Regions from separate parts of the Gossypium arboreum genome. Here region 2 is linked to region 1. Evidence: chromatin contacts called from public Hi-C data. All regions are on one chromosome and are shown on one strand. Each heading gives the region's core, a stretch centred on a gene start, on an enhancer-like site or on the middle of the called end of the contact. The rest is flanking DNA. Distances are from core to core; before and after follow the strand shown. Region 1 holds the start of LOC108484152 (probable plastid-lipid-associated protein 8, chloroplastic). Region 2 holds the start of LOC108486543.

Region 1 (3,405 bases), core at 343-2,842:
ATTGTTTGCACCAAAGTCTGCCCAAGTTATTTTGGGCAATCAATTGTCTGAAACTTAGTATTTTAAAACTTTTCCAGTTTCAATGAACCTTTGCTGTGTTTGTGACGAGCTCTCTCAGCACCATAAAAAAATTTCGTGGTTTCATCCCTATTTAGGGTGTTTTCATATGGAGTAATGATGCTCTCTTAGCACCATAGAAAATTTTTATGGTTTCATCCCTATTTAGGGTGTTTTCATATGGAGTAATGACAGTTGTATATTTGATCCATCACATCTATGTTCTTACATACCCAAAGCATGTCCATACATACAAATTCTGCATTTGACTCAACAACTCAGATTGCATGGTTCTCTCCATTTAATTAACGTTTCACCTCAGTTTCATAACATTGCCAATTATTGGCATAGGATAGGGGGTCTCAAACGTTGGTTGAGCCTCCGTGCCGCCTTTGAAATACAAATAAAGAACCTCTAGAGCCCTTTCCTAATCTGATCTTCTCGTCAATATACGTGATCTGTAGCTTGACCTCACTCTCGCCACCATACCGGAAGTCCATTGCTCCTACCCTCAGTTCAGGTGGCTCAAAAATGACTTGAATCCATTGATGATCCAAGACCTTCAGCTTTCCTGCACAATGCGTGAAGGAACACGTATCAGTGGAGATGACATCCACAATTAATTGAGTTTCACGGAAAAGATGAATAAATGGGATTCTAGGTGCTTATGCATGAACCAACCCATAAGTCAATTTTGGTTATTAGTCATAAAATTACAATGTGGCAACATGGTAATGCCAGTTAAAGATAAACACGCCGACATTAAATCAAGTGATGACTAGTGAGGTTAACATAGGGTGGGAGTGGCCTTACCTTTCAAGGAGACCTCTCCATTAAGAAACCCAAAAACAGAGAAGGAGACTTTGTTTCGTACGGAGTCAGGAGCTTCAACAGCCTGAACCATGTCCTTGGTCTTGAAGAAAAGGCGCCCCAATGCACTTCTGTAGCCGCCTCCTGGTGACGTGGGATTCGAGCAGTAAACCACATCCCAATCTGGAAAAACCACTAGACCAACATTGAACCACTTTTCACTTGACAGTAATTTGTGTTTGAATTTGGGTTTGGTCTGTTTATTACCTCCGAAGATTAAAGGGCATTTGACTGGTTCATCAACGCAATATTTGTTCAACTCATTAGCCACTTGAGCTACCTCTTGGTGCTGTTTTGTGGTGAGTGAAACTCCACCATCCGTTTGTATCACCTAATTCTCACTTGGTGTTCAGTTGCATTAAAAAAAAAAAACCAAGTTGATGGAACTAAATGGAGGTGAAAGAAAGAAGACCTTGGAGAGAAGAGATGCAACTAGATCATCGACGGGGCGACTGGAGATGGAAACGGAACTTGAGGAAACCCTGAAACACTGGGATTTGAGCGCAAACGAAGTGCTGTGTAGGGATAGATGAGAGGGTTTCGATCCAAAAAATGAGGGTTTAGGTTGAGGCAAGGAGGACGATAGAGTGAGGGAACAAGCTGCCATGGCCGCCGGATATCCCAAATGACTCTGAGCAGAAGAGCTGTGGCTGGCTTAAACCAATAATCGAGGGAAAGGAGAATGAGAAATCCAAATGGGACCCACTGCCCCGGTTAAGAACTGGATTACATGCTGCCACGTAAGCAGAAATTTGAGTTCGGCATTATCCATCATTATCCCTTCCTTAAACAAACTACTTTCTGTCTAAGCACTGCCCCAATGGATCTGCACAGATTTTTATTTTGAAGATGAATAAGCCCAATGGGTCTTTCTATTCTCTTAGTCTATACATACATATATATATATTGTAGCACATTGCCATACCTCATTTTTAATAGGTTACGTATCCATAAGTATCTTATTGATTTGGTGGTACGTATAAATTTAATTATGAAATTACTAACTTAACTTTTCATATACAAATTAAATTATATTTTTATAAGAATATTTTTATATTTTTATATAATAAATCTATAAAATTTTGATCATAATCAAATTTAAACTTAAAACATCATACATGATAAATAATTAATTTCTTCATTCTAATAAAAGCATCAAATTTTATATATCATATCGATGTAGTCATAATTCTTTTAAAAATAACCTTTAAAATTTACAAATTATCTTAATTTAATTTTAAAAATTACGTTCTTCCACTTTGCCCATCGTCACTACCATTGTTGCCCTCACTTTTACCTCCTCCACCTTTCTTAAAAAAAAAAATACATCCCAAGTCCAAGCCACAAAGAAAGAAAAAAGAAAACAATTTTTTTTCTTTCATTACCATTAAACTAATTTGAATTGGTAATAGTTGGACCTACTTGAAGTGCTCATAACCATAAATTATTTGGGAATTTTTAATTTCTTGTAATGCTATAGTTATATAAACTTTTAAAATTTTCTCCATATCTATAAAAAATAGAATGTTGATAATGGCAAGAAAAGATACAAAAATAGAACATACAAATTTTACGTAAAAATCCTTTCGAGAAAAAAACCACCTGCAGAGGAGAAGAAAATTTACTATGTCAAATTCGAATGATTACAAGGAGTATAGGTTGTGTCTATTAATAGGTTTAGAAAACATTATTCTAATCAACATCTAATAAAAATAATGCAGTAATGTTGAAACACCGTATTCAAATCAATATTAAACAAAGGAAGTAAACTTCTATACAAACAAAATGATACCTAACATCAATGTGTTTTGTTCTCTCATGAAACATTTGATCTTTCGTAAGGAAGATGGCACTTTGGCTATCACAAAATACTGTACTGATTTGAAGGTCTTCATTGAGTTCACTAAATAACCCTTAAACCAAATAGCTTCTTTACAAGCCTCGTAATCGCCATGTACTCAACTTTAGCGGTAGACAAAGCGACAGTAGTTTGCAAGGTGGCTTTCCAACTGATTGTACAATCAGCATCAAGTACCCAATGACTCCATCTCTATTTCTTCCAAACTGTAAGCAAACACCAGTAGTGCCTTGCAAGTATCTCAAAATCCACTGAACTATTTTCCAATGTTCTTTACCAGGATTCGCCATGTATCTACTAATTTCACTGACTGCATATGATAAATCTGGACGTGAACAAACCATAGCATACCTAAGAGATCCCGTTGCACTAGAATATAGAACATTTGACATGTAGTCAATCTCATCATCTAGTTGTGGAGACAAAGCTAATGAAAGTTTGAAATGGGCCGCTAAAGGAGTATTAATAGGCTTAGCACTCTACATATTGAACTTGCAAAGAACTTTCTCAATGTACCCTTTCTAACTTAGATACAATTTACTTGCTTTTCTATCTTTAAGAATCTCCATACCAATTATCTTCTTTGCTGCTCTCAAATCCTTTATCTCAAATTGTTCACT
Region 2 (3,405 bases), core at 249-2,748, 140 kb after region 1:
AATAAAAATAATAAGAAAAATAAATATCATATGCAATTTATGTAATTGCTTTAGCATTTCATATTTGTTGGGTTATTCCCTCTTTAACATTTAACATATAGTCCTTGTCATCATATGTTGGTTCTTGATCGAGTTCTTCATTATCTGAATCTGAATATGTATCATTAATATTATCAATATCTCCTTCTTCCATGTACTCTTCAAAGTATGGATTATCCCAACTTTGTCTACGAATAAAGTTATGAAGTTTGCAACATGCTAGTACGATATGACGTTATTTTTTATGCTATAATAAGGTGATGTTAATATGGAAAATATTTTTTTAGAACAAAAATTATTATTTCAACCACATTTCAAAGCTTTGAATATCTAAAATTAAAGAGTTTGTGAGACGTCTAGTACTTGCCTCCAACTTCATTTTCTCAAATGGAACTGTACCTCATGATATGGTGCAAGAAAACTTTTTGTATTTGAACAATTATCATATACCGCATAATATTTAGATTTATAGTATAAACAAGTTATAGCTTTGATTATAAATACTCAAGTAAATTTTTAGAGAAAAATTTATGCTAGGCTATAACTTTTTATAATAAAATAGGTTTAAAATAATATAAAATTTATGATATATAACATTTAAAAAAAAATTGTAAAGTGTCTAATAGCTTATAAACAATATAACTTTTACTGTAACTTTATAACGTTATTTTTATAAATAAGTTATTGCAAAAATTATAATATCTTTTATAAATAAATATATTACTTTTTATAATATATAGCATGAAAATGTAACTCTATACTTTTTTCCTGTAACTTTTATAAAAATTATATTATAACACATTTATAATACATGTTTTTAATAGTATACCTTTTACCATAACTTCATCATTTTTATAGAATTTGATTAATATAAATTTTTTATAAATTTATAAAATGCATGATTAATTTTTATAATATGGCATTTTAAGATTTATAATATAAATTTAGAAAATTTTGGACGTAATCATTCCAAATGTTCATACATGTTTATTCTTATAATATAATTTTCATAATTTAAACTTGTATAAAAATATTTTTAAAGCTAAATCATGTATCAATGTTTGGAAAGTCATAGAGTAATTGAGTTTGGGTGTAATTATCTGTGTAATTACTCAAATTCTCACTCTTCCTTTAAAAATTGAAAAGTGTAATTAAGATACTTCAATAGCACCCAATTTAGTGAGACTCACCAATTACCCAAACATATCATCAGTGTAATTATAAATAATCATACTCAAATTCTAGATGATTTTTCAAATACTATCAAAATGTTTGACAAAATTAAAATTTAAATAGTAAAAAAAGTTATGTACAAATTACAAACAAGTGGTGAAGTTCAAAAAATTTATATATATTAACACAAAAGATTACTATAAAAGAGAGAGACATGTTGCCGGCCTGGCCCATTTTGGAGTAGGCTCTTCCTTTATACTTGGCAAAGAAACGTTTTGGGCTGGAAAAATGATTTAGCCCAACAAGTAAGAATAAAAATGAGAAGAGAAAGGAACAAAAAGAGGCATTCTCCATCTTCATCATCCTCACCCTCGGCCTCACTCAGGTACTTTCTTTGCTTCTTTTTTCTTCTTCTATTTTTCTTTTCCTACAAAAGAGTTAAGCTAAGTTAAATGAAAACAATAGTACCAGACTATTACAATATTGGAGTTAAATTCCAAGTAAATTGTAATCGATTGCGATTCTTCCAAAAACATCATTAATGCTTGCAGATTGATTTTTCATAACTCATTCTCAACCTTGTTTGATTGCTCAGAAAACCTACACTAAAAAAAAAACCTGTTTAGTTATTTATTTATTTAAGTTTAACTTTAAAAATGTTAACCTCACTCCTCACCTATGTCAGATAGTTTGAATCTGTAGTGTTCTTTTCTTTTTTTAAAATTTTTATTTTACTTCTAATTGAAGGAAGCTTTTCAAATCTGAAGTAGTTGGGGCAAAACGTAAGTGCAAGAGTTTATATGCTTTTTTAACTGAAGGGTTTTTGGGTTGCTGTTTCATTGATGTGGGAGAGAAACTAAACTTCGTATCGGAATCAAGCTCTTTCTAGTATGGCTATTTGCAGTTATCGACGTTTTCATTTTTAGGTTAAGGTCACTACCTGGGCTTGTAAGTCTTTAACCTTATTATCAATTAAAGTTTGATTTGAGTTCCTCGTGAATTCCTGCAATTATTAAAGCATACGTGACTCTTTTCTTGGCTTAAACTTCTGTTTCTCAACTTGTTCCATCTTTGATTTAAACATCTGATTGTTTTTTAGGTGCTAGAACTATGCCTCGAAAAGTTAACTATGGACTTGATTATGATGATGATTATGATGATAACTACGACGAATATTACAGATATGAAGTAGATGAAAATGGTGAGTGGATTTTTTTTTTTCCTTTTTTTCTTGCCGTATCTTAACTTTGTGATCAGATGCCAATCAGGTCATCTTGTTTTTTCTTGTTGGTTTGCTCTACATTTCACTAAAGGCTCTGAAAGATGATTAGCTCAATTTGATAGGGAGCAAACTGGTTGACAGCTCTTATGCATGTATCTTTCTGCTTACCAACTGAATGCTATCTATTTCATAAAACAGCAGAAACACCTTCCCAAAAAGAAACAATCAAACACAGTGTGTGGCGTTGCTCCATTTGTACATATGATAATGATGAAACCATGTCATCATGTGATATTTGTGGGGTTCTTCATGGTCCTTTACTCAATAACTCCATCTATGATAAGAAGAGAACAGGTTTGTTATAATTGCCCTTAACCTATTGGTGATTCTATTAATATCATTTAATATTGGAGAATGAGCTACTATTCTTCTTATTCAATATGAGAAGATTGTTCTTTATCTCTTTTGTTTTTCTTTATCTACAGGGTTCTGTTTTCTTTAGAATGTTATCAAGCAGATAGCTTGCGAGTGGGTGGTTGTCCCATGTAAAATTAACCATCTATATTCTATAGGTTTCTTTTTTACATTAATGGTACCTTTTATAGATTAGATCTTCTTCCTGTAATTAATGGCATAAGCAAATATTCTGGTGTGCCTACTATGGCCAAGTCTCTTTTTGTATCACTGCTGCATCGGATGTTTAATACACTTGGGAACAGAATGATGATTTTGTGGTGAAATAGGGCAATAAATTCCACCCATTTGGAAATACCTAGAACCATTTCTTGAAATCCCATAAAGCTTATAGGTTTCCTACAGTCCTATCCATTTGTATCAATATAGGTCTTGACATATGTTGAAACAGGGCGTACATCTATTGCTAGTGTTGCTTTAATTTGAGAATACTTCTTTCGAAAACAATAGAAACATTTTTTGGTTAAAATCCCTGGATTATTCTGTTGGATGCTGCC

What was found. Hi-C and Micro-C count contacts between places; a contact is called where the count stands out from the background.
Region 2: a contact with region 1 is called in a Hi-C map of leaf, with 7 times the contacts expected there. The contact joins the promoter of LOC108486543 here to the promoter of LOC108484152 in region 1. A contact is called at or near these places in 4 of 5 Hi-C or Micro-C datasets (all in leaf).

What each region holds. Positions count from the first base shown.
Region 1 is chr6:90,875,126-90,878,530 of ASM2569848v2, forward strand. It overlaps LOC108484152 (probable plastid-lipid-associated protein 8, chloroplastic), which reads right to left and starts at 1,593. Exons shown (of 4, transcript XM_017787839.2): 1 at 1,340-1,593; 2 at 1,135-1,258; 3 at 871-1,050; 4 at 231-628. The coding sequence starts at 1,534. The coding sequence ends at 420. It also overlaps the pseudogene LOC108484154.
Region 2 is chr6:91,015,065-91,018,469 of ASM2569848v2, forward strand. LOC108486543 reads left to right here and starts at 1,499. Exons shown (of 9, transcript XM_053029565.1): 1 at 1,499-1,597; 2 at 2,312-2,413. The coding sequence starts at 2,323.